Linked DNA regions of Mus musculus: regions 1, 2, 4, 5, 6 and 7 are each linked to region 3. Evidence: chromatin contacts called from public Hi-C, HiCAR-type, HiChIP or PLAC-seq and promoter capture Hi-C data. All regions are on one chromosome and are shown on one strand. The core of a region is the stretch at or near the end of the contact, and the rest is flanking DNA. Distances in the headings are between cores, read along the strand shown.

The links. Promoter capture Hi-C pulls out the DNA fragments that hold promoters and counts their contacts. Hi-C and Micro-C count contacts between places; a contact is called where the count stands out from the background. HiCAR-type assays count read pairs that join an accessible place to other places. HiChIP or PLAC-seq counts read pairs in DNA pulled down with a chosen protein or histone mark.
Region 1: a contact with region 3 is called in an H3K4me3 HiChIP or PLAC-seq map of bone marrow-derived macrophages, with 5 times the contacts expected there. The contact joins the enhancer-like site here to the promoter of Tmem170b in region 3. A contact is called at or near these places in 4 of 39 promoter capture datasets (the 3T3-L1 cell line, hematopoietic stem and progenitor cells and liver) and 5 of 115 datasets of contacts at active chromatin or transcription factors (bone marrow-derived macrophages, embryonic forebrain, forebrain and 1 more).
Region 2: a contact with region 3 is called in a promoter capture Hi-C map of embryonic stem cells, with 4 times the contacts expected there. The contact joins the promoter of Edn1 here to the promoter of Tmem170b in region 3. A contact is called at or near these places in 11 of 39 promoter capture datasets (the 3T3-L1 cell line, cranial neural crest, embryonic stem cells and 6 more), 1 of 484 Hi-C or Micro-C datasets (forebrain) and 8 of 115 datasets of contacts at active chromatin or transcription factors (acute myeloid leukemia, astrocytes, bone marrow-derived macrophages and 4 more).
Region 4: a contact with region 3 is called in a HiCAR-type map of astrocytes, with 2.1 times the contacts expected there. The contact joins the enhancer-like site here to the promoter of Tmem170b in region 3. A contact is called at or near these places in 5 of 115 datasets of contacts at active chromatin or transcription factors (astrocytes, bone marrow-derived macrophages, microglia and 1 more) and 1 of 9 other capture datasets (adipose tissue).
Region 5: a contact with region 3 is called in a Hi-C map of embryonic stem cells, with 5 times the contacts expected there. The contact joins the enhancer-like site here to the promoter of Tmem170b in region 3. A contact is called at or near these places in 1 of 39 promoter capture datasets (3T3-L1-derived adipocytes), 1 of 484 Hi-C or Micro-C datasets (embryonic stem cells), 1 of 115 datasets of contacts at active chromatin or transcription factors (pancreatic cancer cells) and 1 of 9 other capture datasets (adipose tissue).
Region 6: an H3K4me3 HiChIP or PLAC-seq map of bone marrow-derived macrophages shows a contact between it and region 3, with 6 times the contacts expected there. The contact joins the enhancer-like site here to the promoter of Tmem170b in region 3. A contact is called at or near these places in 1 of 39 promoter capture datasets (the 3T3-L1 cell line), 2 of 115 datasets of contacts at active chromatin or transcription factors (bone marrow-derived macrophages and microglia) and 1 of 9 other capture datasets (macrophages).
Region 7: a contact with region 3 is called in a promoter capture Hi-C map of liver, with 2.8 times the contacts expected there. The contact joins the enhancer-like site here to the promoter of Tmem170b in region 3. A contact is called at or near these places in 8 of 39 promoter capture datasets (the 3T3-L1 cell line, 3T3-L1-derived adipocytes, embryonic stem cells and 4 more).

What each region holds. Positions count from the first base shown.
Region 1 is chr13:42,252,773-42,255,901 of GRCm38.p6, reverse strand. No RefSeq gene overlaps it. Among named protein-coding and RNA genes, the nearest start is that of Edn1, 47 kb to the left of the region's middle. Within about 2 kb of position 1,836, at least 19 of the 459 cell types and tissues checked have an H3K27ac peak or open chromatin away from gene starts, as enhancers often do. A contact at or near this core is called in bone marrow-derived macrophages, where this site is marked.
Region 2 is chr13:42,300,053-42,303,111 of GRCm38.p6, reverse strand. Edn1 (endothelin 1) reads right to left here and starts at 1,636. Exons shown (of 5, transcript NM_010104.4): 1 at 1,154-1,636. The coding sequence starts at 1,217.
Region 3 is chr13:41,604,626-41,607,340 of GRCm38.p6, reverse strand. Tmem170b (transmembrane protein 170B) reads right to left here and starts at 1,459. Exons shown (of 3, transcript NM_001163572.2): 1 at 1,029-1,459. The coding sequence starts at 1,125. It overlaps Gm32184 (a long non-coding RNA gene), which reads left to right and starts at 1,265. Exons shown (of 3, transcript XR_382252.4): 1 at 1,265-1,782.
Region 4 is chr13:42,148,435-42,151,335 of GRCm38.p6, reverse strand. All of the region lies in intron 3 of Hivep1 (human immunodeficiency virus type I enhancer binding protein 1), which reads right to left. Among named protein-coding and RNA genes, the nearest start is that of Gm32778, 37 kb to the left of the region's middle. Within about 2 kb of position 1,430, at least 82 of the 459 cell types and tissues checked have an H3K27ac peak or open chromatin away from gene starts, as enhancers often do. A contact at or near this core is called in astrocytes and bone marrow-derived macrophages, where this site is marked.
Region 5 is chr13:40,906,708-40,909,544 of GRCm38.p6, reverse strand. The region is part of intron 1 of Gcnt2 (glucosaminyl (N-acetyl) transferase 2, I-branching enzyme); the gene reads right to left. Gm31683 (a long non-coding RNA gene) reads left to right here. Exons shown (of 3, transcript XR_382246.4): 2 at 1,808-2,836. Among named protein-coding and RNA genes, the nearest start is that of Gm31683, 9.6 kb to the left of the region's middle. Within about 2 kb of position 1,509, at least 63 of the 459 cell types and tissues checked have an H3K27ac peak or open chromatin away from gene starts, as enhancers often do. A contact at or near this core is called in adipose tissue and embryonic stem cells, where this site is marked.
Region 6 is chr13:42,371,028-42,374,145 of GRCm38.p6, reverse strand. No RefSeq gene overlaps it. Among named protein-coding and RNA genes, the nearest start is that of Gm32833, 31 kb to the left of the region's middle. Within about 2 kb of position 1,740, at least 4 of the 459 cell types and tissues checked have an H3K27ac peak or open chromatin away from gene starts, as enhancers often do. A contact at or near this core is called in bone marrow-derived macrophages, where this site is marked.
Region 7 is chr13:42,560,223-42,562,952 of GRCm38.p6, reverse strand. No RefSeq gene overlaps it. Among named protein-coding and RNA genes, the nearest start is that of Phactr1, 120 kb to the left of the region's middle. Within about 2 kb of position 1,297, at least 7 of the 459 cell types and tissues checked have an H3K27ac peak or open chromatin away from gene starts, as enhancers often do.

The DNA.
Region 1 (3,129 bases), core at 587-3,086, 650 kb before region 3:
GAGCAAATTCTTGTCACCTTTACTTTCTTTGTGCATGCAGGCAGCAGATAGATACTTGCTGAGAGTCTTCTCAGAGCCAGGCACTAGTACAGACATAGAGATGACAGGCACAAGCCTGTTAACCCTGCTAAGAATTCACAATCTGCCTTAGTTATTTTCTATCGCTGTGATAAAACACCACCGTGACCAACTTATAACAGGAAGTGTTTAATTTGGAGCTTACGGTTTCAGGGGTTTAGTGTCCATGATGGCAGATCTAAGGTAACATGTCAAGAGCAGCAGAGCCCTTACATTTTGATCCACAAGTCAGAGGCAGAAACAGACACTGGCAATGGTGCCAGTCCTTTGAAATCTTAAAGCCTACTCCCAGTGACACACCTTCTCCAGCAAGGCCACACCTTCTAATCCTTCCAAAAACATTCCACCAGCTAAGGATCAACTGTTCAAACATATGAGCCTCTAAGGAAGGCAGGAGGCAATCTCATTCAAACTAACAAGCAGTCCTTCAACAAAGGCAGGGATATTTATAAATGAATGAATCACTATGACTGTAAATACTTAATAAAGCAAGTATGTAGAGTGCTCAAGAATGTACCAGAAAATGGTCTGGAGAGATCCTTCACTGGAAAAGAATGGGCAAGTGGGGCAATGTCATCGAGAGAAAACATTATATGCAGGTCACAAGGAGGGCTGGGGAAGCAGAAGGTCATAGTAGTCAAAGCATGTTTGGACAGGGAAAGACAGAGCCAGGGCAAGTGGCAAAGTGAGCATAGATTCAAGGCATGCAAACAGGGGCCAACCTCATCTCAGAATATTTCATTAGCACCTACCTAACGCCCTTAAAAGATACATTAGAGATAGGCATGGTGGTACACACCTTTAATGCCAGCACCCATGAAACAGGGGCAGGCAGATTTCTCTGAGTTCAAGGTCAGTTTGCTCTACACTGAGAGTTTCAGACCAGCTAAGGCTAAATAGTGAGACCTTGCCTCAAAAAAAGCAAAAGATATACACATATATATATATTTTTTAAAGATGTGAGTTAGGGCTCATGGAGTAAATGTACTTGTTTCTAAAGCCCTGTCCTGAGTTTGCTTCCAGGAACCCTCGCCAAGGTAGAAGAGAATGAATTCCAGGAAGTTGTCCCCTGATTGTCACATGAATACCTGTGCTCATTCACACATCTCTCTCTCTCTCTCTCTCTCTCTCACACACACACACACACACACACACACACACACACACACGCATGCATACACAATAACACTTAAATTAAAAATAGAATTATTTAAAAGGCATGACTTATAGTTTAACACCCACAACTAAGCTGTGTACGCTATGAGACACCATATGTTTACCAAAAACTCACATGACAACAATGTCTGAAGGGTTAACATAGAGAGCCCCATCTGACAGATTTAAAGACCGAGGCACAAAGAATAAAACCACCTACCTAATGCTGTGCAGAAAGATGAGTTGGAATCAAAGCAATTTGACCCCAAAGCTCACAGTCTCCCTTATTTTCCACACCACCTCCTACTGCAGGCTATTAGACAGCCGCAGACTCTGAGCTCACACAACGGCTCAGTTTAAGTCATATTTTCCTGTGCTTTGGTGAATGACCATTCCCTTTCTCTGAGTTAGCCATTCACCAGGTCAGCCTGGTCATAGAATTGCACCTTCTCTTGAACAATCCCTTCAACAGCTCGAGCTATCCCACACCCCGTGAAAGCCTTTGGTATCTAGGTGGACCAACTCTGGTCAGACTATAGCCTGGGTCCTACTTGTTGCTTTGCAACAAAGACAAATATGCTATTGAGGAAATCCTCTCAACGCTGTGCCCTTTTCTTCCTCATTCCAAATAAGTTGCATTAGTGCACAGTCATTTACCTAATGGGGCTGTGGTTTAACTTCCTTCTCGGAAGGCTTATATGGAAAAGCTGTAAAGATAGGTGCAGTTCACCTCGAACAGTGTGGAATGGCTGTTGCAGGAGAAATTTCCACTACTCCAACTTTGTTTTCTTTGGCACACTGAGTTAATATGCACTAGCTGTGTATGCTGGGGCAATTTGCTAGAGAGAGCACTTAAGAGAGAGTGGAAGTCATGATGGAGTCTTCAAAAAAGAGTCACTTAGGCAACTGTCTCCTATGCAAAGAAGAAGAAGAAACTGGTTCCAATTCTAAATGAGGTTTCACTTAGAAGGTAGCAAATGAGCAATTGTCCCTTAGCACCACTGATCGTGGAGCAGTGATGAGCTTCAAGTGAAAATGCAGCTGTGCCTTTACAAATATCTTTAATCAATTTTCCAATTTTATTAACAGTGTGTCTCTCTCACCATGATCCCTAAAGGCTTAGGAATGGGCATTCTGCACTGTCCACAGTGAAAATATCTTCCTGATTATGAGTAGACTCAACTAATGATTGAAAATTCAGAATAAAAGTAGCTTTGAACTGGTTTGCACAACTACTCACATAGATGAGAATGCTCCAGGGTGGCTCCATGGCTCCATCACAGTCTGAGTGTCTAGTGCTTTCTACACAATATTGCAGCATCTGCAGCACAGAACAGGACCCCATCCAACCATCACATCTGCATTCCAGACATCAGATTTTGTTCTAACAGAACAAGATAAAGTTCCATTATTTCCCATGAATAACAGCACCCACCAGTGTTGCCGGATCCTCACCTCTTCCACTGAGAGAGAGAGAGAGAGAGAGAGAGAGAGAGAGAGAGAGAGAGAGAGAGAGAGAGAGAGAGAGAAAGAGAAAAACAGACGACCAAGGGTAATTGTATCAGTCCTTTTACTCTGTGTGTGTGTGTGTGTGTACTTTATTTCAATGTATACAACAATTCAACCCCTGTTACACAAAAGAAAACAGAAACAGTTTCAACAACTTCACACATCTAATAAGAAGTTCAAGTTTGGGGGTGATATTCTTTGGTCTCCATTAGGCATAAGTCTGTCTATGAATGCTCTTAGGAAGCTCGGGACTTATACAGGCTTTCTGATACAACACCATAGGTATCAATATGTTGATACCTATGATTTTGGTATCAATATCTTGGCAACTTTGGTATCAAAGTGTTGATACCTTTGTGATACAACACCATAGGAATCAAGGTACCA
Region 2 (3,059 bases), core at 387-2,886, 700 kb before region 3:
AATAATATAGACTGCCTATTCCTGGCTATGGAGACATGTTCCCTACTCAGGATAAACTCTTTAGGGGTTTCCACCCCATTCCAGCGTGTGTAGGGGCACAGACCAGTCTAGGTGGCATATGGGTGCCTTTTTATAATAGACAGAAAGCAAAAACTTTCAGAAAATGCCTGGACACCGAAAAGAAACTAACTTTACAATATTCACTTCAGGTGGGAGACAAGTTGCCACTGACGGAAGAGAAGGTACAGCTGCTCAGGGAACCCAGGGAAAGTACCCCGTGGGTTCAGAATTCAGAATCTTTGGGCAGCACAGCTTGCTGTGGGACTTGACACCTCCCTCTGGCCCAACACAGCATCGCCGCGCAGTTTATCTGCTCGATTTTGTTCATTCCAAACGATCAGACACATTCCAGGGCTTTCACCCTTTTGACATCCTTTCTCTTTGCTTAGGGTCATGAAAAGACAAAAAGAGGGCACTGACCCTCAAAAAACAGGATGGGAGGAGAAAAGAACCAGCTGTGGCCCGTACTGTCTAATTCCTTAATCAGGCAGGAATGATCCCGGCTCCCCTCCCAGGACAGGTGAATACAACTGCAATAGAGCTCACAGTGTTTGAAGATGCCAAAAACCTGCCAAATGAAACCTTAAGTCAATAGTGACAAATTTTAAAGAAAGCATGTGCTTCGCCCTGAAACCGCCTGCGGGGTTATTCAGCGCATGGTTGATCGGCAGGTGATTTCCCTGCTCACGGTGTGCCTGCATGACCCGAATAAAATTCCTTGGCTTTAAGTTGGAGTGTTTCAATATTTTACACATTAGCGCACTATCAAGACAACGTTTGAATAAGCCCCTAAATGAACCGTGCAACCCTAAACACACTTATTTCAAAATAGATTTTTGCTTCAGCTGTACTGCTACAACGTTATTTTGAAGCTATGCGATACTCGGTTGTAGTCAGTTGTATTCAAACAGGGGTTTTATTTCTTTCGCTTCACACAGAAGTTAATTAATTGTAAGGCACTTGCTGCTGGAGCTTCAGTAATTAAAAAAATAAATAAAAAGGAAAGAATGAAAGAAAAGAAAGAAAGAAAAGTGGAAAACAGAAGCGATAACTGCGCTGCGCTGAAGTAGAAAGATTCGCAAGTGGCGCCTACCTGTTTCTGGAGCTCCTTGGAAAGTCACGAACAGCAGAGAGAAGATCACGGGAAAATAATCCATTCTGCAAAGGGGTCAGAAGAGTGGGGAAAAAGGAAAAAAAGAAAACTCGGTTGCAAATGGAACTCAATGCAAAACGAAGAGGACGGTGTCTGGTCGCTCTGATCGCCTCTGGGTTTTTTTGTTTTTTGTTTTTTGTTTTTTTTTTAGATCTCAGCGCGGTCCTCAGCAAGTGGCCCTTCCACTGGGGCGAAAGCGTCGCGGGCAGCCGGGAGGCAGCGCGCAAGGACAGCGGAGCAGACCGGGTCAGGCTCTCAGCGCCGGTGCAGGAACGCTTCTGACTCGGACAGTTCTCCGCCGCCTTTTTATATTGAACCCCTATAGAGTGGGGGTAAACAGCTCTGACTTTATTCCAGCCCTAAACAATGTTATTGTGTGATTAGTCACCCACAGGCAACGTGCAGCCAGAGATAAGACCCGGCTCTAGAGGAAATCACGGCTAACTTCAGAGGCAGACGCCCGCCGTCTGACAATCCAGGGGCAGGGCTAAGAAAAAGAAAACACCCACTAGACAGAGACCGCTGCAGAACCTGCAGAGAGCAGCAGCCCGCTTCCCCTTTTGCTAGCTGCCAGCCCCAGAGTTCAAGAATCAAGAGTTTCTCCAGAAGCAAAGTCACCCCATTGGAATGAAAAGTATGAAGTACAATTAAATAGATTGTATTGTGCGCGCGCAGGGGGGTGGGGTGGAGGTGGGGCTGATCATTGTTCACTTGATTTTCCTTTTATGTCTTTCTGATCAAACAAGGGGACGATCCCCACTCTTCGCTCTTGAATCCCAGCTACTGGGGCGGGCGGGGAACCAGATTAGTTTGGAAGATCACCCTACTTTTCCACCACCACCCCTTCCACCAAGTCTTTTCTAAACTAAAGTACTTCGCATTTGAGGTGAGAAAGATTCCGTCAGGAGTTAGCAAGGAAGGAAAACTAAATAATAATGATAACAACAACAATGTGGTTTTGTCAGGTACATCCTTATCTCCCTAGTATCGCCGATCAGAAGTACACGTACACACACACACACACACACACACACACACACACACACACACACTCGCCCTCCAATATTTCTTGTGCCCAGCCTCTCCCTGGGAATTGCTGCTATCGCGAAGGATCTTGAGAAATGGCAGAGACGACCGCCAGGGGGAGATGGAGAGCTGCAGGGGCTTATGCTTTAATAAGATAAAACAACTAAAGCCTCGGCTTCTAAATGATTAGTAACAAGCTGTGGCCAGGCAGAGAAGGGGCGCCTCACATACTAAAGAGAGGTGGCTTCAGGGCATTCCATTATTCCCTTCCCCGACTTTCCAGAGTCTCCTCCACATCACTTTGCTTCTTTACTCGGGCAAACCTGCGGTCTGTGCTTGATTAGAAAGCTACAAGGGGGGTGTGGGGAGGGAAGGACTGCCGATGCTGAATATGTGCATCAGATCATACCTCACCCTTTAATAACGTGTTTACATTTTCCAAACAGTTTCCTGTCTATTTTACCATGAAAGACTCCCTCCCCCAGGTGTCCATGGGTTATTAAGGCACAAGTGACAACATGTCTTCATGAATAAAGCAAAACACACAGAAAACACGTTGGCTTTTTTCAACAAGCTCCCGGAATGCCCATAAGCTGGAAACAACACACAGGATCCACGCAGAGTGGTTTCCCTAGGATGCTACCACAAAGGTCCCTTCTTCATCCCGTCTTGTTTGACTTCAGTTTTCCCTGGGAGTAGAGGCCAAAATAGACTCAATCCAGTCCATGCAACCATTTATTTCTTCACCTCTACAATCAAAAGGCAGACTTGATAGCAATACCCACGCTGTGGACAGAGACATGCTTAGGCCTAGTGACCT
Region 3 (2,715 bases), core at 210-2,709:
AACTAAGAAGACGCCTCTGCTGGCTCCAGGGTCTCCTTTACTGGTGTGGTTTTCATAAGTAAGGAATTAAGCAACCTGAAAATTTATCTGGGTGGTACGCAATGCCGTTATATTTTTCTCCTTGAACATATGAACCCTGTATCATGCCAGATTTTGCCTATAAGTATACTACATACTATTAATTTGCTATCACACAGATTTTGAAATAGTAACGTTCAATTGGAGTTAAGACATTTTAAAGAACTGAGTTTTTGTTTGGGGTTTTGGTTGTGGTTTCACAAAAGCAGCTACTCCGGAGTCAAACTGTTGACCCTACTGCTTTCCAGTCAATATTACTCTTTAGACGCTATTTTTAAAACTCGGAACTCAAAAGAGTTTAAGCACTTCCACACTGAGAAAACCAGAAGTTTCTTCACAAGCAAACCTGCATATGAAATCATATTATGTGTACTAATGCTTACTCTGACAACCTGATGCTATAACGTAGCTAAACCCCATTCCCAATCACATTGATTAATGAAGGGAAATACACAGAATTCTCCAATTTCACAAATACAGCAACTTGAAGCCAGGAGACAGCCAGACAAAAGGAAATAGCAGAGAAGACAACTGTTTCGACTGCTCTAGACCTTGGTCCAGCCCCTGACCCCGCTATTATCTACTTAGTCATATCTCTCTCTCTCTCTCAACAAATAAAGGAACGAACGGTCGGTCCACCGTGATCACGGTGAGCAGGCAATAGGAGTACTGCAATTGGTTTGACATCTGTCAGCAAGAAAAAGGGCTAAACCAGGAAAGAAAGACTAAAAAAGATCGAAACTGCAAGAAGCGGTGTATGTGCGTGCGCGCGCGCACGGGGAAAGGCGGGGGGGGGGGGGGGGGTTAATGACAGAAACATGAACTGTGATCCAGTCGGGGCACTGGCGCGACTCGCGCGTGCTCCAGCGGCCCGCACCGGGCCGGGTTTGCGGACGCCCCGAACACCCGTGGAGTGGGTCCCCCACCGCTCCCTCCGCCCGGCGCATTACCCGTGAGGTTCCTCAGCACCGTGCCATGGGCCCAGAGGCTCAGGACCTGCTGCACCGACAGGTTGATCATCGAGTGGTCGGCGCCCTCCGCCCTCATCGTCCCCGCGGGGCGGCAGCGGGGCGCTCCGGGGGGCGCCGCTCGGCGGGTGTCGCAGGCAGCGTCCTCCCCGCCGGGGAGACATCGAGGAGCGCTGGCGGGCGAGGCCTGGGGCCGCGGGAGGGACCGCCGCTCCCGCTCAGGGCCCGCGTCGCGCCGCGGGGGCCCGCCACGCCACGAGGCCCGGGTCACGCCGTGAGGCCCGCGCGGAGCGGCAGCCGGCAGGGGCAGGCCGCGAGACGAGGCTCATCGCGGGGACGCGCGACGAGGCAGCGGCGCCCGGCCGCGGCACCTGCCGCCCGCCTGCCGCTCGGCCTTTGGGTAGCCAACACTCGAGGAGCCGCCCCCTCCGCCCGCGACCGCCCCGGGGCGCGCGCATGCGCGTGTCCGCTCCTCGGCCCCGCCTCCCCGGGGGTGAGCGGCTGCGCACGCGCACTGCCTCCCCCCCGCTCCTCGCGCGCGCGCGCGCGCCGCCCTAGGCACCCGGGAGCTCAGGCTGTCGTCGGCTCCCAGCGTCCGCCCGCAGTGGGGCGGAGGGAGCGCCACCTACGTCACTGGCGCCACCGCTGGGTCTCGCCGCTCATTGGCTGCTCCGAGGGAACAGACTCCAAGCCCCTCGCCCCCTCCTGACTGCGCGCCCCCGGAAACCTGAAACCGGTGAGCTGGGCGGGGATGAGAGAGCTGTGTATAGGTCCCGGGAGCTGCCAGGATTTTTGGAGCCTGCGCTTCGCTGCTCCAGATCCTTCCCTCTCCGTGAGGGCGTCTGCGAGCAACTTTTTGCAAAGGTGTAAATGCTCAAGATTTCATTTGTAGGGTTGTCTGAGAGTGCGTCCAGTGACCTGGATACGCCCCTCCCTTTGCTAAATCTACTAAAACAGAAATAGATCCTCTTTGTCATTTCAGCCAGTCTTCTGGCCGGCCAGCAGTAAAATACGAACTCCCCTTAGCTGCAGGATCTGAAACCACTTATTGACGCAGGGCCCCGTAGGTGTCCGAATGAATCCTCCTGGCCAAGGCTGGCTCTAGCGCTTCTTCCAGATAGGACTCTTTTCATCTAAAATTGTGAATCTCCCCAGCACTTAAACTAACTCAGCTTCGTCTCCCTGTCCTTCAAATCCAAGGTCAGCCTCAGAAGCATCTTAACTCCAGTTATGCTAGTTACAGTCTTCCTTGATGTTTGAAACCTTTTAACTTGAAATTAAAAAAAAAAAAATCGTGTTTGCATAAAAAACGTTAGTGCTCCTCACCCCATCCCCCTCGCCCAATTCCATCTTTTTCCAAATACTCTGCTGCTAAAGTTTACAGAAGGAAGTGAAGAAAGAATAGCTAAGCCAATCAAGTGTTTTTGCCCAGTAACTGAAGATTCGAATTGCCTAAATATTGTTGCTTTTGGTGAGCACCTTAAAAATGACAATAATGTATATGCAGGTTTATATTTATGCATGTTTTTGTTTTGCTCCCACAATATAGAAAAAAGTTTGGGCGTCATTAAGAGGAACCGTACTAAAACCTACTATGGTGTAGGGTTCAATGGCTGAATTAAATGTCAATTCAGGAGTATAGACTATCAGACATAAATGAGTTTAACAT
Region 4 (2,901 bases), core at 181-2,680, 540 kb before region 3:
TGCCATATTGATTCCTATCTTTCATGTTCTCCCTGTCTTTCTCTGGCTGAGAATATGGAAGGGCAGTCCAGTCACTCAAGGACACACGCCAGGCCTTTTTGAAGTTGCACCACCCATTCCTTCTTGATTCTGCTGGATCTCTATGAGAGGTGCTCGGGAGGGGATCAGGTGATGGTGCTGTGCAGAGGGGGACTCCGAGCTTCTTCCAGGGCTGTGTCAGACTGAAAAGCTGTCAGCAGTTCTAGTAGTGATGGTAGTACTCTTAACAGAGGCAAAGCACAAGGCTTAAGAATAGTTTTCCAGAAGTTCTACAAAGGTTTCCTGGCTTTATATGGGAGCACTGAGCTGGTTTGAGAGGGGAGGGGGGCCCTTTACTTGGCAACCACAGACGCTCACTTCCCCATGCGTGTGTGGGACTGTGGACCACAGGTGGACAGTGAGGACCAGTCATTGTCAGCAGGAAGATGGCCAGGCTAATGATGGCAGTGCAGTTAACGTAACACTACAGAACCGTTTAAAATAATTACTACGATGGCACGGCAAGCTGAAAATTGTGATACATGAAGTATACAGGCACATTCTTTTCTGTCCCTAGAGAGAGGTCTAGGCTAAGAGGCAGATATCTGGGAATGCACAGTGAGGGCTGTTTTTTGTAAAGGTAAACAAGTGACCAGCCAAAGAAAACATGCTGTGGAGAGGAAAAGAGGCCTGATATTAGAGGCCTGGGTAATTGCTAGACTTAAGGCTAAGCTAGGAGTGGGAATCAACAAGGTAGGACCTGGAAAGATGCAACGACACCCATGACAGTGAAGAACCTGGGCACTCCTGTGGCCCAGGGTGTTAAACACACACGATGGCATTAAGGAGAGCGACCAGGCTTGTGGCATAGGAATGGGGAGGATGGGCTCAGGTCTGAAAGCATGGTCAGTGGGACCCAGGGGCCAAATCCACCTCAGCCACGGGGCTAGTGTGGGGAGGGGGGCTGAGCTCAGGGCCCAGCTAAGCTGGATCTCTCCCTGGGAAGCTGGACAGGAAGGGCAAAGCCCAGATATTACTAACAGGGGAGAAGGGCGATTTCTCAGGGTGAGAGGCTGAGTGTGTGTGCAGACAGGAAGCTCTCCTCAGGACAGAGGAGGAGACTGAAGCCACAAGACAGAGAACTAGGCAATCAAATGCATAACAAAGAGGATGTATAATCAGGAAGCTAGGGAGGACAAAGACAACTGACTATCGGGAATGAAGACACGTTCACGTAGGTGGCACATCTCTGACTCAGTCCTGGGCAGGGAGCAGAAGGAAGCACTTTCAAGTCAAGGAGGTTTCATGAACGTGGTGTGCAAAAAACGCGTTTAAAACACACATGGGGAACAGCATGCAAACCAGGCTGCACACAGACCAGCAGAGTGAGAGGAAGGCACAGTGGGAAAGGTATTCTGCCAGCAGCTGATCCTCAGCCCTGAATACAAAGCAGGAGAGGTGGGGATTTACACAGTAGGCACAGGAAGCCACAACACTTCACTGCCAAGCTCTTCCTTCCCTCCAGGAAGATGATCAAGAAATATTAACCAGGAATATATGATCAAGTAATGGTAATGTGGTGGCGGCTGCTTAAATCTCACCTATCTTTCCAACCTCTTATCTACTTCACTCTTACACCACTTAAAGAAGACTAAACTGCCAGCCTAAAATGCTGTATTGAGAAGCAATTCAGCGCTCACCAACAAAGCTACAGCAGAGGACAGAGATGCGGCCCTGTTAGGAAGGGGCGGAGCACGCACACATGCAGCCTGGATCCCCCGAAGCCACACTCAAGAAAAAAGAAGAGAGGAGGAGAGGAGGCAAGAGGAACACAGGGGAGGGGAGGGGAGGGGACAGTGTGACAGTGCATGTCTGTGATCTTAGCACCAGGCAAAGTGGAGACAGGAGGACTCCTGGGCTAGTTGGCTAGCCTTGCAGAATCCTGAGCTCCATGCTTGGTGTGTGAAAAAAAAAAAAAAAAAAAAAAACTGTCTCAGAAAACAAGAATAACTCAGGAAGAAACCAGTGTCAGTGCCTGCCCCCAGTACATACACGCAATGCACACACATGAATATATACGTGCATCTACAGCACTCCCATACATACGAAGGCAAAACAAAGACTTAATCCGAAACTTCCCTGTCAGGAGACCTGTACTGAAACGCTGAGCCCGTTAACCTGAATCTAAGCTTATATATAAGATCTGGAAGTGTAACGGGAAAGGAATCCTAAGATGGCTGGCATTACTGCTCTGCTTTGAAGTCCACCACCTTAAAGATGCTCTCATGAGCATAGCCATGTGGGAAGCAAAACAATGGCCAGCAAAATGTGACCTCCCTGATACCTGGAACAAGTGTGCAGGTTTCTTTAAGTGCTAAAGAGGCTGTGCTGGCCTGATGAGGTCATGGACTTTGGAATGAAGAAATTACCCTGAATTACAGTGAGATCCTTTCAAACTTCACAGCAGAGTCTCTGGCTAACCAGCAGTCAGGTAAGAGACTGGGCTAGAAGATTCGACCTGCCCCTACTGGCTACAAAGCTACAGAGAAGCCAGGGTGTGCCGGAGAGCGAGAGCCCAGGGTAGACTGTAGATGCAGAGTGTCCTCAGACTCAGGGGCCCAGAGTCCTGACCCCAAGGCAATTGTGCTCAGAGGTGGAACTTTGGAGAGTTAGCTGGACTGATCGTGAGGACTCAAGACTTCTTCAGGGGATTGACCAACTAATGGGTTCATAATCAGACTGTAATACTGTGGAACAGGTCTTCACAAAGAGAAGTCCCTGGCCTTTCTGTTCCTCTGTGGCAGGTTGTCAGGAGCTGAACAGTCTCTCCAAGATTCTCTGTTTTGCCTCCTGTACAAAGGCATAGAGCTGGGTCACCAAGAA
Region 5 (2,837 bases), core at 260-2,759, 700 kb after region 3:
AGAGAAAGAGAAAAAGAAACAGTAAACAATAGTGACCCAAGTCAGAGGAAGGCCACAGGCTATCTCAGGCTGATTCCTGCTCTCTGTTTTTTTATTTTACTCTCGTAGGCTGCATACTGCCATTTGAATGCCCCTGACATCCACTGTTAGCATCTACATCCCCCCCCCCCCCCCCCCGCATGAAGGCACAAGGTGCTGGAAACCTTGATCATCCTTACATAACCAGAGGGAAGCTCATTTGACAGCGTACAGTGCTGGGTGGATGAACAGTTTTGACAAGTAACTGACGCTTTTAACCTCAAGTTCCTCCTCTGTAGGATGCAGATAGCAGAGGCCGCCATGTGCATGGTGGGGATTAAATTGGCCCGTGTGCACAAAAGCACTTGCATATGCACTCCCTGGTTTCTAAGGGGGTGACCGAAAGACTCAAGAGTGGACATGTTTGTTTGGCTAGCCCTGGACGTATCAGGGCAGAGTCCAATGCTACCATTATGCTTGATGTCTGTGTCTGCCTTGGTTTCCTTTTTAGTTCTTCTAAAGATGGAAATATTAAAAACATAGTTGGGAGCCAAGCATAGTGGCGCCTTTAATCCCAGCACTCAGGAGTCAAAGGCAGGCAGATTTCTGAGTTTGAGGCCAGCCTGGCCTACAAAATGTGTTCCAGGACAGCCAGGGCTACACAGAGAAACCCTGTCTGGAAAAACAAAAACAAAAACAAAAACACCACAAAACACACACACACACACACACACACACACAAAAACCCAAAAAACAAAAAACCAAAACAAAACAAAAAAACAACATTTGGATGGGCTTGGAGAGATGGCTCAGTAGTGGTTGAGAGCACTCACTGCTTTTCCAAGGGACCCAGGTTCTATTCCCAGTGCCCATATGGCAACCCACAACTACTTGTAACTCCAGAACCAAGGGGTTAACGGCCTCTTCTGGTACCATGTATGAGGTACAGAAGCACCTATGCAAGCAAAACACACATACATATGCAACTTTCATAATACGATTAGTCTTATAGGCCTCTTACATGATTGAAATAGGCTAGCACGGTACAGTGACACAATTGTGTATCCTGATATCCTGAGAACATTCGCTGCCCTCAATGTGCCTTAGTTTCTCCATTATTAAATTTAATTGGGCTGCGGGGCGTATATTTTTTTGAGACAGGATCTCTTTTGGCCTAGTCTGGACTTGGACTTTACTATGTTGTAGAGGCTGGCCCTGAACTCGTGATTCTCTTGATTGGCCCCTCCTCCCACCAATTACAAGAGCTGTGTGCCTGCATGGCTCAGCTAAGGCTTCCAATTTCAAAGGCAAAGGGTCTAGAACAATGATGGCATCTGTGTGAAAAGCCACCTGGGTCTTCTCCCTCTATAATCCCGCCTGCCTAACTTGCTCTTTCTGAAGCACTTTTCTGCTTCCTTAGGCAGCCCTGCTGGGTAGCTGCGATTGCTCCTTTTGCCAGCTGTAACTCTACCTAAGCCAAAAACAAACCCAGCAGAGAACAGGAAACCTCAACCCTATGTTTTATAAGTGTCTATTTAGTTCCATGTCAAAGAACAGCATAAGTAACTTTTTGTCTTTTGAAACAACCTTTATCTGATCTCTGCCAGCTCCTTGGGAGAAAACAACAACCAAAAGTTGCAAATCCATGAGACAGGTCTCCCCAGCTCTATCTAGGTCTAAATCTGAGTGCTCTTTGGGTCTCTTCTCACATCAGCTACTTCCAACTGGTTCCCAGACCCACAGACGGAAGGTCCGGTTAATTGGGTTGGTTTGTTTGTTTGTTTTACAGTACTGCTACTGGGAACCGAATCTCTGTCTCCCACAAGCTAAGCATGAAGTCTCCACCAAGCTCCAACCGGACTGGGAGACGAGACATTTTACAACATAGCTGCTGCCAGAAGCCTGTATCTCCAGGGTCCCATTGTCTGCACATCTCCAAATAAATGGAAACACAACAAGACAGCTGGTTGCTTTTGCTCAACTTCTAACTTTAATAACCCTATGAAATTTCTGAAGTGGTTTTTAGTTTACCCAATCCACAACAGAAAAAGTCATTTGAGACAGTTTATTAGGACAGAGTTCTTGGGCAAATCACCAAATTCGGACATTTCTTTTGCTCCCTGGGAAAATTATAGCTGACACAAACTTGCCTGCAAGATACGTCCTTCCTGTACAAGCATAGTATTTGATTCCCCGCTGATCGAACCGGCTTTCCTTTCAAAGTGCTGGTCCAGGGAACAGAGATTATTTAAAAATTATTGTCATAATGTATTTTTTCCTTTTCTCTCCTTTTTCCTTTCTCTCTTCTCTTTTTCTTTTCTTTCACTGTTTTTTTTTTTTTTGTAAATATGAGCATTTACTCAGTTTCAAAGTTGCTATACTTGAAGTCACTAATGTTTAAAATGAACGTAACTAGCCAGAAATCTTATTTTGCCTAAGACAGTGAAACTGTGCCTGCAGCACCATTTGCGTATTCCATCAGAATTTGTTCGAGTGTCTGGAAGCTGGCCTATCTGTACTGACAGGAGTTGCTGAGCTACAGGAGAAAACCTTTCTGACCAGCCAGTGAGGCACAGAGCAGTTATCACAGAAGGCATCGCTGAAGAAAACAGAGATATCTAAGGTGCTGAGTCTGGCCTGAAACTATGTAGCTAAGGATGACCTTGAACTCCTGCGCTCTCTACCTGCTGAGAGCTTGGATTGCATGTACCAGTATATACAGTACTAGAGATCAAACCCAGGGAGTTGTGCATCTCCTAGCAACCGAACTACATTTTCATTCTAATTCTTGATTTCGACATGCCTTGGAAAGAGATGGG
Region 6 (3,118 bases), core at 491-2,990, 770 kb before region 3:
GTGTTCATGTTCTGAAAAACCATGAGGTTGGGTAAGAATGTGAGTTGACTTGGAGAGGAAAGGAGAAGAATTTGTCCCACATAAACCTTTTCGAGACTTCCTGAGTCTTGTGAGGAAAACAAAGGTCTGGGTTATTAATAATAAAATAAGTTATATCCTGGCACAGAGGATATGCCATAAGTCCTAGAAATAGCTGCAGTAACTACTGAGGGGGAGGGATCTCATCACGATGGCCATTCAGAAAAAAATAGCATTCTAATGGGGGAGGGGGTGTTGTGTGTTCTCATGGGAAAGCTCTCCAGTGTGTTTTAGGAGTCATGAAAATCCTCGTTCCCTCATCTATACAGAGGCAAAGAATTACATGGCCCACAAATGATGGGGGATGGGGGGTGTAACAAAGGGGTCACCTCTGCCTGAATTCCCTAAACAGATTGAAAAAAAATCCCATAGCAATAATGCTGCCTGGTTCCATGTTAAACTCGTGACTGTACGCCTAAAATAGACTTTGCAGAGTGAGGACTCTGAAGGGTCAGGCACCATTGCGGAGTCCATCATCCTTGATGTCCATTCTCACCTTCGTCTCCTTAAACGTTAAACCTTCCCTCTTTATTCATTTTTAATATGGTATCTCGTTTCCTACTTTATAGTTTACATAGTATTTAAGGGACAAAGTACCATTTGCATAGTAACCAGAAGTCCACTAACTGGTACATAGGTGAATGGATCTACTCTCTTCTCCCTTGGCTGTAGGTGCTGACTGATAACCTGTTGCAGGATTTTCTCTGTCCAATCACATTAGGGCAGTGGCAGGCCTGTGATTGGACAGGAAAAGGGAGACAGAGCTAGGAGTTTGGGGGACAGGGAGAGAAGGAGGGGAGGGAGAGAAGCCAACATGGAGGCAGACGAACCGTGGTTTTAAACAGCTACAAGTAGCTAAGATTTTCACAAGGTTAGAATATTTGGGTTAAAGTTTTATCTTTATCAAATGGCTCTGAAATTATTGTATTGTCATCATGTAAATTATGACTTACTGTTATATAAATCTGATTAGATTATTAAGCTTTAAGAGTCGTGTTTCTACTGGGTAACTAGGTGTTGAGATGGCTGATCATGGGGTGTGTGGGGCGTTGCGTAGAAGCGAGATGAACTCAATAGCTGGGATGAGATTAGCTCAATGGTGAGAACACATTGTGTTGAGAGTGTTGTGGCCGGCCAGTACTGGTACTAGAGCAGGACACGGTGGGGCAGGAGAGAAGGTGGGTTGACTTTTTTAATATTACCCCCAACAATAACCCATAGCTATAGCATACAGGCAGTAGGCCCATCGCCTCACCAGAACTGAGTCCTCTCTCGTGACTCGCAGTGTCCTTGTGCCCTGCTGTTTGATTTCTGCCACTGTACACGAGCGCCCTATAATGTCCCCCATTTGCTCAGCCCCTCACCTTGGCTTTCCTCCTTTGCTTTTTGCTTTTTAATTTACTTTGAACTTTTAGAGACTAAATTTCTCAAAAGACTTTCAAAATTTGTATCTATTCTTATTGTGTGTGCTTCTTCTACTCTTTTTTTTGACCCAAATCTGATCTGGTTTTTTTCTCTCCCTTCCACATTAACAATTCTTATAAAATCCACCAGAGGTTTCTTTATGATGAAATCTAAAAGCCAGTTTCCAATTACTTCATGTCCAAATAGTCCGAAAGCACTGAAGCACTTCCTTCATTTGGCTTCCAGAACCTCTATTTCTTCTCCACCCTAACAGAGGATTTCCCCCATCTCCTTGGTTACTTCCTCTTCCTCAACCCCATCTTCCAAATGCCCTTTTTCTGCCTACCCATATTAACTAATGAGCCAAGCCAGCTACATGGCTATAATCTCTGAACGCCAGCCTGCTGCTCCTGCCTCGTTCCTGTGAGCCTTGACTTCAGTTGAGCAAAGTGAACTTCGTGCATCCAAATCCAGGTGCCTAGGTTAACTCCCACATCAATCCTCCCCCAACCGTTAAACAGCAACTTTATAATTGTTCAGCCCAACAACATTAGAGCCTTTCCTCTTATCTGGTCTCCCACCTTATAACATCTAATTATTCAGTGAATTTCCTAGACACTGTCTCTAATATAAGTGTCCCTAAGATGTCCCTACCACTCACACCTCTGCCCTTTCCTTGGCTGTCACCAACTCTCCCCTTGTCCTTCCATCACAAGCAACTCTGCCTCCAGGTTTAAGTTCCTACACCCTGATTTCCCTATGAAATGCATAAAATATTCATCTATTCAAGGCCCCCAACATCATTGCCTGGTAACTTAACCCCTCACCACTGGGGCCCTGTCTCTCACTTGTTCACTTTGTTTCGTCTGCCATGACCTTGTAGAAAGTCCCTGCGTATTGGACAAGATCGGGACTCAGGACATTTGCACTTACCTACCTACCTGCATTCCTCAAAATTTCTCCCAGGATCAGACTCTCACTAGCTTGCTACCCGGTTCCTCACGTCTTTGCCTAGTTAGGTCTCTCAACTTGTCCCTAATCAGGAAAGCTTCCCCCCAAGCCCCCTCTGTTAAATATCGATATTAATTCGCCATCTCCTCTTCCCCTTTTCATGCTGTGTTTTTCCAGGTAGCACATATCCTCCTGGGGCATGCCCCAAAACTTACTCATTGCCCAACTCCATTACAATGGGCGCTCCGTGTCCTTGCTATGCAAAAGCATCTGTAAGCCAAAGGAAAACTGTTTGTTTGTTTTTTAAACAATAACCTAAAGAACATTAAGACAGACAGTGCATCAATGATTTGAAAAAAGCAGGCAATGCCTTTAAAGAAAACATCATATCAATTCTCAGCCTAATAACCTAAGTATTTGTACAGGTCCTGCTGGGTACTTATCTTGCCATTATTAAGCTCCTATTGTCTACCAGGGACAGCACCAGGTACTTCACAAGAGTTAATCAATTGAAAGCTCCCTGAGATTAGCACAATTTTTTGTTGTTGGTTTTGTTTTATTTTGATTAATTTTGTTTTGCTTTCTGAGACAGTCTTCTGGCCCAGAACTCACAGTGTAACAGACCCTCTGCGGTCTACCACCCAGGTTCTGGGACCGTATGCATGTATCACCATATTTAAATTCC
Region 7 (2,730 bases), core at 48-2,547, 960 kb before region 3:
TAACCATCTCCCTTACATGGCCTAGGGATTGGATGATGTCTTTTCTTTTTACATAAAGAGAAAGCTTGGCTTTCTCCTGACCTCTCTAGAAGCTTTCTCACCTCCCTGACTCAAATGAAGCTCTAACCAAGACTGAGAAGAGACAAAGAGGTGGCACACTTTCTGGCCAGCAGTAAATGCTAGTGTCTCATTACCATATTTCCTGCACTGTTGTGGTGGCATCCCGTAGTCCTCCTTCTGACAAACATAGCTGAAGGGAGGGGCATGTACCTCAGGTTTGGGACTAAGCTTGGCTTTATATGCTGTATTTACTTCGCACTAATCATTTGGGGGGGGCATAGACAGAGAGATAACATATCTCCTTTTCATGAGGGTCCCCAAGGGACCACACGCATACAATGTCGCTTCATACCACATAAACAATATAACACAGAGGACTCCTTCTAGCATAATAAACAACCTGAAGTCCCTGTGTTCTTGACATTGACAATGCTTTTTCAAGTTAGATCAAAAAGGGGCTTTTTTTTTTTTTTTTTTTTTTATCTTGGTGTCTGTCTGAACAGGGCAAAAGGTCAAAAAAAAAAAAAATCCTCTGTCCTGTGATTCAGTGCAGTAGATCTGCAAGTTTGATCAAAATGAATTGTGCTATCAGTGTGTGGAAGCCACTTCTCCTTGAGTGTGCAAGGCATAGAAAGTTATTTTAGATGTCAGTTCTGTCAGGTCAGATATAGCTTAAATTGCTTTTACTCTGACAACTTCACTAGGCCTAGTAGAATAGCAACCAGTTCAATAAAGAAATGATGTTTAAATTATCAATTTACCACTGTACATCCTTTAGTCTGAGTTACTAACTCAATATAGATGTTTGGGGTAGCTTCTTTAGGAGGCTTGTTTTGTCTCTGAAAGGAGATTAGTTGGAGACTAAGCTCTCTGAGGGATGACAAGCTTAGATGAGGACTCCACTTAGATGCCCATGATTGGTTGATGCTTTGGGAAAATCTCTAATAATTATTATTCCCATCGTGCACATATGACAGGGAAGTACTCAACCACTGAGTGGTATCTCCAGCCTAAAGTTTGAACCCCAACTTCTGGCATTTTACTGCTCCAAATTAAGGGTTGCTAGCTTCCTGTAGAGAAACTAGGTGAGCAGGATACAGCCACTTCCATAACAGAGATCACATTGTAAACTGGACAAGGGAGAAAAAAAAAGAGAGTCCCACAGAAATGAAGAGTCCCACGGAAACAATGTATCCTGTGACCATGTGGTTACACTTTTACCCCATCTTGACTCACAGCCTTTTCTACCCACGTCCCTTGGGATTGCTTTAGGTTCTTCAGAAAACTCCTGTCCCATGTCAGCTGCCAATAGCCTGGGGCTGGAATTTAAGACTAAATACTGGACAAACAGTCATGGTTTCCACAGAAGCTGCCTAAATCATCTTTTTTTTTTTCAATTTTTGAAAAATCTTTTTGGTAATCAATCTTGAGTGTCAATTTGATGGGATTTAGAGTCACTTAGGAAGTAAACCTCTGGCTGGGCTGGGCGGGGTGGGGTGGATATTCTTAAGAGATGTTTGAGGAGGAAAGAAGAAAGGGAATCACAGCCTGTGAACCAGAGTTCCAGAGTCAGTAATAAAAAAAAAAAGCGAACCTGCTCCGCTGTCCCTACTTGCGGGGACACCGTGACCTGCCACCCCATACCTGAGGCTGTACTCCCCCCACCATGGGGGAACTCTGTCCTCAAACCGTGAGTCAGACAAATCCTTTCTTCTTCAAGTTGCTTTGTCCACATAGTTGAGAAAAAGAACGACTAGATCTATTACACAGCTTTTTTCCCCTAAAATAACTTAAGTGTTGTTTTTTCCTTCCCATAAAACAAACAAACAAACAAGCAAACAAACAAAATCAGAGACAAAACCACAACCAAAACAAAGATATAGTCCCAGAATTTTTCTCAGGGTCATAGTCATTGTGGTGGTGAGTAGTGATTGTTGACTTGACAGAAGTAGAGTCACCTAGGAGAGAAGCCTTGGGGTGCAGCTGTGAGGGGTTATCTAGATTATGTTAATTGAGGTGGTCCTCTCACCTTAACTGAGTGTTTCTGTTGCACGAATTGTGGTCCTGGGCTAAATAAACAGGACAAAGCAAGCTGATTACCAGTCTTGGTCTGTCTCTGCACCATGATTGTAGATGCTGTGTGGACTGCTGCTTCCACCTTTGATGCTGCGATTTCTCCAGCACTATGGACTATACCCCCTGGCTATGAACCCAGACAACCCCTTTCTCCACTAAGTTGGCTCTGTTTGAGTATTTTACAACCACAGCAGGAAAAGTAACCGGCAATATTCTCTGCTTACCTGTTTCACTGGTGACTTAGATGCCAATGGTACGTTACAGACTCCTGATAGGAATATTGGACAATGAGAAGCAGTTGAGATCTGTGTCTAGTTAGTTCGAGCATCACTGTTTGGTAAAGAAGTTAGGGCAAGAGCCTATCATGCTTGGCTATCTGCGACTAGAGTACACATTTGAAAATGTGTTTTCTCAAGAGACACAGGTAGATGATGCAAGAAAGGTCCATTTGGATCGTAATAGACTTAAAATGCAAATTCAAGCCATTGCAAAGTCTTTTACCATATTCTTTAGTCCCTGACCAGTGTTCTTGATTCACATTGTATATGGGATCCCTCATATACTACCTGTTAGTGGAAGCAACCAATATTCAGT